Regions from separate parts of the Mus musculus genome. Here region 1 is linked to region 2. A link is a contact called in public promoter capture Hi-C data. All regions are on one chromosome and are shown on one strand. Each heading gives the region's core, a stretch centred on a gene start, on an enhancer-like site or on the middle of the called end of the contact. The rest is flanking DNA. Distances are from core to core; before and after follow the strand shown.

The links. Promoter capture Hi-C pulls out the DNA fragments that hold promoters and counts their contacts.
Region 1: a promoter capture Hi-C map of pre-B cells shows a contact between it and region 2, with 3 times the contacts expected there. The contact joins the promoter of Tubgcp3 here to the promoter of Lig4 in region 2. A contact is called at or near these places in 6 of 39 promoter capture datasets (the C10 cell line, erythroid cells, hematopoietic stem and progenitor cells and 3 more), 1 of 484 Hi-C or Micro-C datasets (CD4 T cells) and 2 of 9 other capture datasets (adipose tissue and liver).

What each region holds. Positions count from the first base shown.
Region 1 is chr8:12,670,188-12,674,888 of GRCm38.p6, reverse strand. Tubgcp3 (tubulin, gamma complex associated protein 3) reads left to right here and starts at 2,789. Exons shown (of 22, transcript NM_198031.1): 1 at 2,789-2,934. The coding sequence starts at 2,859. It overlaps 4931415C17Rik (RIKEN cDNA 4931415C17 gene), which reads right to left and starts at 2,462. Exons shown (of 2, transcript NR_166502.1): 1 at 1,864-2,462.
Region 2 is chr8:9,974,151-9,979,021 of GRCm38.p6, reverse strand. It overlaps Lig4 (ligase IV, DNA, ATP-dependent), which reads left to right and starts at 2,711. Exons shown (of 2, transcript NM_176953.4): 1 at 2,711-2,991. It overlaps Abhd13 (abhydrolase domain containing 13), which reads right to left and starts at 1,305. Exons shown (of 2, transcript NM_001081119.1): 1 at 1,003-1,305.

The DNA of each region.
Region 1 (4,701 bases), core at 1,540-4,039, 2.7 Mb before region 2:
TCACATTTTTGCTTCCTGTTGATGTGACCAGGTGCTTCAAGTTCCTGCCACAAGGACCTCTGATCACAATGGACTGTACCATCGAACTGAGTCTAAATAAATAAATACATAAATACATAACTCTTTCCCCCATACATTGGTACAGTCAGGGCATTTCATCATAGCAATGAAGAAAATAAGATACTCACCAATGGGGTTCAATAGCTTAGTGGGGTTAGGGTGTGGAGCCTGGTAGAAGAAGTCAGTCACTGTTGGTGTGCCCCCCTCCTTCTCTCCTACTTTGCTTTCTGAGCATCAGGAAGGGAACAGCTCTCTCCTATCACGTACTGCGTTCCAGACTCAGAACAACTGGGCTGAGCAACCTTGGGCTGAAACCATGAGTCAAAACAAATCTCTCCTCTTTTAAAATTATTTCTTTCATGTATTTTATCAGAGCAGTGGAAAGCTGACTAATTTAAGGGTTCACAACATCCAGAGATGCTCCCACAGTGAGGCTGAACCCAGCCATGCCAACCAACAAGAGGGTGCCGATAGCACAGAGTATTCTGGGAAAGTCCTCCTGACTGTGGACGGAAACATTTGTAGTCTCCCAACAAGTCTTTCTTCTCTGGAATAGCTTTGAACCACATGTCCCTTATTCAGTCTGCTTACTGTGGGCCAAATCTGACTGCTGGGAAACACTGACCCACTCAACTGACTGGGTTTTGAGATGGGCTGAAACAGCCAGCCAAGAGGGCTGCTAGTGCTTTCTATATATTCACAACACATATATAAAGATCTAATCACTTATTTTATGTGTGTTTTGCCTGCATGTATGTAAGTGCACCGTGTGTGTGCCTGGGGCCTGAGGTAGTTAGAAGGCAACAGATAAAACTAGAGTTACAGCCAGGTGTGGTGGCACATGCCTTTAATCCCAGCACTCGGGAGGCAGAGGCAGGCAGATTTCTGAGTTCGAGGCCAGCCTGGTCTACAGAGTGAGTTCCAGGACAGCCAGGGCTATACAGAGAAACCCTGTCTCAAAAAACCCAAAAAACAAAACAACAACAAAAAAACCTAGAGTTACAAGATGGTAAGATGGTGGTGAGCCACCATGTGGGTACAGGGACCTGAACCCAGGTCCTCTGGAAGAGCAGCTAGTGCTCTTAACCACTAACCCATCTTCCTAACCCATTTATGTATGTATGTATGTATGTATGTATGCACATACGTATGTGTGAGTGTGATTATTTTTGAGGCAGGGTTTCTCTGTTTTATAGCTCTGGCTGTCTATGAACTCAATATATAGATCAGACTTTCCTTGGAGACCACTTGCCTCTTCCAAGTGCTAGGATTAAAGGCATTGTGTCATCAAGCCTGTTTTTTTTTTTTTTTTTTTTTTTTTTTTTTTTTTAGCATTTTTTGGTCACTGGCTTAGTTGATTTACAATGTCCTAACTTGACTGACTTCATTTTGTATGGTGGAGGTGAGTGGACCAACTGAGGTAGTTGCTTTTCTCCTGCTCTGTGGGTTCTGGGGAACTCGAGTCACCTGACTTGGTGACATCAGCTCCTGTTGTCAAGACTGTGCTGGAGCAGCTACTTTCTAAGTGTTTTCATCTATCTGCTGACATTTCACTTCAAGTAGCCACACAGAAAAGCAAACCGCTCTGGCTTTTCCTGGCTCATTGGCCACCCTCAAATAACTGTCAATACATCTGCAATTAAATGTGTGAGTGCTCAGTCCAGAAAGCCACCTTAAGACTTCTTGCTGGGATCACTCCTATTACCAAAGGGCAGTGCTAGGACCACTCAACAAAACAGAGGCTACAGGGACTGAGGACTGAGCTCTGACTACATGGATGATGGAAACAGAAAAGTGGATCACCTGAAGGTTAGCTACTGGCCCCGGGGTGGAAGAAACACCAGGAATGACTGATAGTTATTCACTATGGCCTTATTCTAGACCTTCTGATGGAGCATCATCTGTGTGGGTGGTACAAAATAGGCTGGAGCTAAGAATGGGCTGAGAGCTGAGTGTTGAGAGTCTCGGCTTGTTAGAGTCGTAGTCAAATTCCAGGCTGAAGCCGAGAGTCTCCTCTTGCAGTTTCTATCGTTGGCTTCAACTGGCTGAGCTCCAGCAGGTACCATTTGTACAGGGAGTGAGTGTGTCCGCATTCTGTACATCACAGAGCGGGCAGGGAAGGGTGGCTAAGAGATCTGCGAGCAAAAGACGAATAAAGGTATGCTCTCCATTAAGCCACCTCTGAGTGCCACTGCTATCATAGTCCTGAGTCAGCGACTAAGAAGGGAGCTTTCTGCGGACCACCGAGCATCCGGGCAGGAGCGGCGGAGCTGGGCTCCCAGTGACGAGGACTCTCCTCCTCCTGCGTCCCAGACAGCACAGAATTTCTCGTGTCTGCGTCTGATTTTTCCTTTGCGGCAGCGCTCAAGCCTCTCCATCTCAGTATCCCCGTTTCCAGGACTACCTCCTGGTGACGTCAAGGGGCAGAGGTTCCAGACCTCTGAGAACTCACTTACGAGAGCCCTGCGTAGTAGTCCGGCGCCCCTGTCCCTGTGTGGCTCAAGCGCACTCGGACTCCGCATCCAGTGCTGTTCACAAGCAGCGCCCAGACCGCAAGCTGCGGACGCGTACGGGCATCCTAGGAACGCGTTGCTGCGAGCGTCGCCCAGCAACGACTTTTCCAGCGCGGAGAAGCTGCCAAGTGCAGAAGCCGGGAGAGCGCACGCGCGTCTCGCGCGGGAAGCGGTGCATTATGGGAGGCGCGCGCTTTTGCCGCTTCCGCGAATATGGCGGCGCCGTAGTTAGGGCGCGGGATCCTGGGGCGCGGGGAGGCTGCAGTGCGCAGTCCGGGCGCGGTAATGGCGACTCCGGATCAGAAGTCGCCCAACGTTCTGCTGCAGAACCTGTGCTGCCGGATCCTGGGCCGGAGCGAAGGTACGCGTCCCGGGGTTCAGGGCTGTGGAGACTGAGCGCCATGACCCCCGCCGGCCGGGTGCTGTTCTCCCCGGCCCCCGGGAAGGAAAGGGGTGCGGCTCGCGGACTGTCCCTGCCCTGGGGGCCCAGGCCGGAGCTGCTGTAGCGGCCGAGTTTGTTTTTGGGTTCGTCCAGACAGCACGGCAGCCTGCAGCTCTGCTTCTGCGTGCTTCTCACTCTGCTGTCACCTTTGCCTCTGGTGATGATGAGTCCTGGTTAGATGATGCTCGCTTATTCCTGGACGGTTCAGCTAGCGAATAATGCTTCTAAGAAGCCAGACCCCCAAGGCAGTCCTGCCCACTTTACCCGTACTGTCGCCGCCGTAGTTGGGGGTGGGGAAAATGTCAAGGATCTGGTTTCATGAAGCTCATTTTGGAGATGAGTGGGGACGCGTCTTGAGGGAAGGTTTTAGTAATTGACATGACTGGGTTGCCTTAGAATGTTGAGACAAATCGCGCAGGTTTTCAAGGGAAGACTTTAAACAAGAACCGAGTTTTAAAAACTGAGAGAGCCTTTTGATCTTTCATAATTTGTAACAACCTATGTAACAACTTGTCAGCGTAGAGGATGAATTACTGTGTCACTACTAAACCGTTGACTTAACTCCCTTCTTGCTTTATTCCTTGTAGTGTTTCACTGTGCAGTTTGTTCATGTAAGAAATCTTTGAGGCTTCCTCGACCCTATTATGCCATGAGAGATGCTCCTGTCTAATGGAGGGAATGTGACTAGCACGTTGGTGAATACACAGTGTTTGTGGGTGATAAAGGGCTAGGGAGAAGGCGGATAGGAGGAGCTTAGAGTTCCAGTATCTGGGGAGAGTGTGAGTGCAGAGGATAGTTTACTTTTCTGAAGGGAGTGATCCAGTCATAGGCAAAATTAGATAACTAAGGCTTAACACGCCATACCATCATTTTTCTTTTATTGCATTGGGTCCAAAATTTTTACCTTCCAGAAAGAACCTCGTAGTTATAGCTAGATTTTGAAGTTATTCATTATGAACTTCTAAATTTGAATTTTACATTAAGATCCCTTTTGATAGAAGTTTCACAGCCTTCAGGTGATTGAAATGCTACTTTAAAGCAGAATCCTGTATCCTCCCATTTTCCCACCCCCATTTGTGATTATGTCTTGTGAATCGCTGGACTTTCAGAGAGATCCAGGGTAAAGCTCATTAAAGATGATGCTGTCTTCTCTGTGGATGGAGTTGAGGGATGCAGAGTCAGCTGGGTTCTCTGCCCTCACACACTTTGTTGATATTTTGTTGTGCTCTGACAGGTGTGTAGCCATAGCTAATTGTTGTCATCTCTTTTTCCTGATTCTGTTGAGCATGACTTCTTGTTTGGCCATTCAGATCTCTTCCTAAGGTTGTATTTTATTTTGTTTTCTTTGTAACATATGTTCTTGCTGGGTTGCTTACCCTTATAACTTTGAGTGTTCTTTATTTATCTGGGTACAGTGTTCTTTATCTGCTTTCTCCACAAGGTGGAAGGCAAGGATGGATTCCTGAAAGCAGTGCTGCCTTACTCCCCAAATGCTCCCCTGGAAGAAAGAGGAAACAAAACAAAACAAAACAAAACAAAAAACACTTAACATTATCATGATTTGGCTGTCATGTGAAGAACTGTTATCAAATCCAAAGTCATAAAATTTCTTTCATCTTTTTGCCCTAGAGAGGTTCTGTTCTATTGTTATGTGTGATATGAGTTAGTTTTTTGTTAAATGGTACA
Region 2 (4,871 bases), core at 1,462-3,961:
CCTGTGGCTGTACATGTACAAGTCAGCTAGCCTTCTGCTTGCCCGGTCTTTCTAATACCTATTTCCAGGATGTGGTGATAAAATGCTGCCACCTCTGAGTCAAAATTCAAGCATTTTCTTATCTATCGCAGCAAAGCAAGTCTCAGTAAGCACTGCGAATCCCAGTTAAATCACGGCAGTGACTCAAGTTATTAGAGTGAAGCTTTATTTTTCTGTGGAGACCCAGCTCAGACTACAGGTCCTCCAGCAAGCTTTCCTCGGACCTCGTTCCCAGTGTCACCAGTTCCATCCTGTAGCCTGGGCCGACTCATGTGGCACTATTTACTAAGGGGGTGATGAGCCTGCTTATATAGGCTGGGAGTTCCGTGATGGCAGTGACCTTATGTTACTCCATCGGACGCTTTCAACGCGTAGCAAGGCCGAAGGTACAGAGCAAGTCCAACTCAATCCCAGCTCAACTGAGTCAAGTCTTTGGTAGCACAGCTGTGACATAACTCTGCACTGCCAATCATTAATTCTCAGTGAGATAAAACAGTGCTTTAGAGAAGAACATGTCTAAGCACACACACACATAAGGACTAATTCATGCCAAAAGACAGAGCAGATCGACAAAAAACAAAACAAAACCCAACGTTCAAACTTAAAGCCAGTGTGTCACTTGGTTCCTGCTGCCTGGTAGACAAGTGCACAACTAAAGGTTTACTTTAGGTTGCCAGCTCAGCCAAGCACACTCCCTGATGCATTCTCGCTTCACACCAATGGCTAAAAAAAAAAAGAGGCCCAGTGACTTCAAGTGTGCGACAACTCTCTGGATTTTATGGCCCCGTCGCCCGCAGCTGCGAGGTTAGCAGGTCTGCACCTGTTACAGACAAACGCGCCCAGTCCCTCCGACCCAAGCCCGGGGTTTGCTGGCCGACTGTTCTGGGAGTAGATACGGGCTCCCGAATCCGAGCTGCGGGGTGAGGAGGTCGGGGAGGCCGCCCGCGTCCCCGCCGCACTTACTCAGGCTCGCGGGCGGGCTGCGCAGTCGGCCGCGGGCTCGGAACCCGGCTCCGCGCTGCAGCGAGGCCCCGCGCCGCCCCCGCCGCTCCTCATCGTCTTCCTCCCGCCGAGGGGCCGCCGTCGCCACTGTCTAGCCCGGAGCTCCTGCGGCGCGGCGGGCCCAGCTGGCGCAGCCTCCACTTCCGGCTCGCGCGCGGTGTCCCTGGCAAATAACCCCGCCGGCCCCCACATAACCTGTTCTCCAGCTTCCTCCCGGGAGCGCGAAGCCAACCTGTGCACCCCTATGCGCATGCGCAGGACACTGGGCTCCGCCTTCATGCTACGGTAGCCCGTAGGGGCAAGATACATCTCGGCGTTTCCAGTCAACTGCTGCCTGAACACATTTCGGAGAACAAGGAGTTTCTCTTCTCTCCTCTTCTCCCCTCCTCTCCCAAATGTGCCTGCTCTTGGCTATGCTCTTTCACTTATCTGCACTAAACTTTCTCTTCCACCATGCCTAACTTTCAGGTAGTTATGCCCTTCCTTTTTACTTTTTTTTCCCCCCACTCTGAGGATAAAACAAATTTGGTTCTCCATTAACCATGCAGCTAAAAAGCACATTAGAGCAAGAGCTTTGAATTAACTAATAGCTTTTCTCGGCTCATAATTTGTGGTTCTTTCGTATCAGTAAAGCAGAGCCCGACCTGTGCCTGACGTCGGAGCGCAGGAGCAGTTGAATAAGACACGGATGTGTAAGAGTTGTACAAGCTGTACGAGCACCGCTGATGCTCCTGTACAGTAACGTGTGGCTTTGCAACACCACAGGGAAACTATCGTGAGACTAAGGGAAACTACAGAGAAAATAACTGGCCACACGGAGCCGTAGGATCTGGCCCCACTTTAAACTAGCCCTGGACTGTCGGCCTTGTGAAATGCAGCGTAAACACATTAGACAACCCCTGAAAGCAATTGACACTCTAGTGTCTCACCAGGACTGCAAAGTTTCACCTTCAAAGAAAGTGTTCCCCACACTTTGCCTATAATTTCTGAACTCTTATTGGTGGAGTAGGGCAGGTCATAGCCACCAATGCCAGTGGAAAGTAAGAGTTTCTGAGACGTGGAGCGTACGTTTATACTTCTATTTTGAGTATCTAGTATAGTTATTGAGTGACAGTAAGGTGTTCAATAACACTATCAGCTAGCTTTATTCCAAATCACCGAGCACCATTGAAAAGCCTTTAGTCCATGTAAGTATGTTTCTGCGCCATGAATTATTTATTACTATGTAATACATAATTATTTTTATTATTATGTATTATTTCTGCACAGTGAAAAGGCTACCAAGAACACAGAACCTGAATTAATTTTGCAAAAGTCTTTTTCTGGAGCCCTAGACTTTTTAGGTGGGAGGATTCTCTTCTGTCCTGGAAGTCTTCAGAAGCCAGTCCTGTCAGGGCAGCAACCCAGGCTCCAAGTTCCTCAAATTCGGCTCAACGATGACATCCAGCGGCGAGGGACCGAACATCCTTTGCTACAGGCAGAGACAGTGGAGGCGCGCTGCGCAGGCGCTCTGAGCCGCCGCGCCGGCCCGCCCCTGCCTCGCCTGTGCCTTTAAAAGCCGGCAGGCTCGCCTGTTCCCACTGCGCCTGCGCGGCAAGCAGCTGGCGGAAACGCCCGGCCGGCTTCTTGTGGCGGCAGCTTCCGGTCGGAGTGGGGCGGGGCAACCTCTGCTAAGCAAGTGGTGTGGCGGGTTGGAGGAGGCAGGGAGGTTCTTGGTCCTAGGGAGGCTGCGTCCTTCCCGTGCTTTGTCCCAGCGTCACCACCCGCCTTCCACGGTGCAGCCGGCTCGCTGGGGACTGATTTCAGGTGGCAGCCACCGGGTGAAGAAATCGTGTCCTGATGCTTAGTTGTATCCGCACGCTGCCCTGCCCCCTGCCACCTAGCTACCTGGGACCTGCGCGCTCCCCCAGCTCCTTCATTCGGCAGGGTTGGGGTTCACGGGCTGCTTAGGTAAGCAAAGCACTAATGCAACAGGTATGGAGGCACCTTCCAAAGCCTGTGGTCATCGACTTTACCACGAGTTAAAATGTTTGAGTGCATTTGAACTTCAGCACCTGAAGCCTGCCAACGAACTTAATTGTTTTATTGGGGATGGAAAGCATAATATCAAACCTCCGAGTGATAAAACAGCAGAAATTCAAATAGTTAACTCCTGTAGTTGGTGTTGAACAAAATGTGTGTGTTTGATAGCAATTTGAATTCTTGGTTTTCTGTGTTGATAGTTGTTTTAAGATGCTCGTGTATTCACACCATTGCCTACAATACACTATTATTATAAACGCAACTTGAATCGTTTGCTCCAGCTCGTTGAGAAAAAGTTCGAGACTATATGTATTCTCCAGATATACCTATAGAAGTGCACTTGTATTGGGACATTCAGAAAGTATTTAATACACGTCATCTTACATGCGTTGTACAGAAATTATAACTGTAGTATTATGCACCACCATGTACCCACTTGAAGGACCCAGGTGGCTGGTGCAGTCAGTTATGCAAACCAGCTTCAACAAGGGAAGCAGTTAACCAAAATTGTAGTTACAGATGTCAGAAGATACAGTCCCAGGTGGCTTATCTTGATCTGACCTGCTGATTTAGTTGTGTTTCCTCTGTGAAAAATACGACTTAGAAGTGATGTTTGTTTTGTCCTCTATAAGCTACTAATGCTGTGAATAGTTTCCAGAGCAGGCTGAACTATGTTTGATGTCTATTTAACCAGCCCAGCCCTGATCCCCTCCTCCTTTTTCCATAAAGCATTTAATAATTAGTTCCACAAACAAATTTGAGCTATATGATATTCATCACTGGGAGCACAAATTGCCACTTGATGTGAGACTTTTCTTTGTGGAGTAGGGAAGTAGAGTATGAGGAATTTCATAATCTCCACTGCCTGGCCAGATACTGTTGTCTGAAGTCACATAATAAAGCATTAGTTGTTTTTCCTGGAACATGCATTTTACTTGAAATTATTTTTAGAATACTTGTTTGACTATTATATAGTTTAAGTTGCATTAAAGTAACTGACATGCATTCCTGTAGAACATGTAGGGATATTTAAAACTTTGCAAAACTTCACACTTGTGTTAATATATGTTAGGGAACATTCTAAATCCTGTTCATTCATTTCCTTGATTTCCAAAACCTTTGGCGAAAAGGCAGTGATTACTAGGGTTGGGATTTTGATATTTGGTAAAGCACTGTGTTAGCATAGTTTGATCTCTTTGTGCCTTTTGTTCTTTACAGTGTATATGCTGTCGTCATAAAGCAGAAGCAACCCTATCATACTGCCTGGCTCATGTGTAGTCACTGAATATTTGGGAAATAGCAGGCAGAAAAATATGAACAAAAATTATAAATTAGGGCAGTGGTGGCACGTGCCTTTAATCCCAGCACTTGGGAGGCAGAGGCAGGCAGATTTCTGAGTTCGAGGCCAGCCTGGTCTACAGAGTGAGTTCCAGGACAGCCAGGGCTACACAGAGAAACCCTGTCTTGAAAAACCAAAAATAAATTAATTAATTAATATTTGTATATATATGGTAAAAATAGGTAAAAATGATGCTGTTTTGGGGTCTGATTTCCAGTTGAGGTTTGAATGGCAGAGGGGTTTGCCCCAGCTGTCAATGAAGGGATGAGGTAAATGGAGACATAAGCCTTTTGGCTGGAAGAGAAGGATAGCTGTTGTTTGTCTTTGTCAACTGTGGTTCAGATTTCAGAATGCCCAAGAAATAGGACTCCAGTTCAGTGAGCAAGTGATTTCTTAGAATCGTTGATGGCAATTAGTTTGTCTTAGGTGCTGTATAATTACCCAAGAAACAAGAAACATAAACAGACTT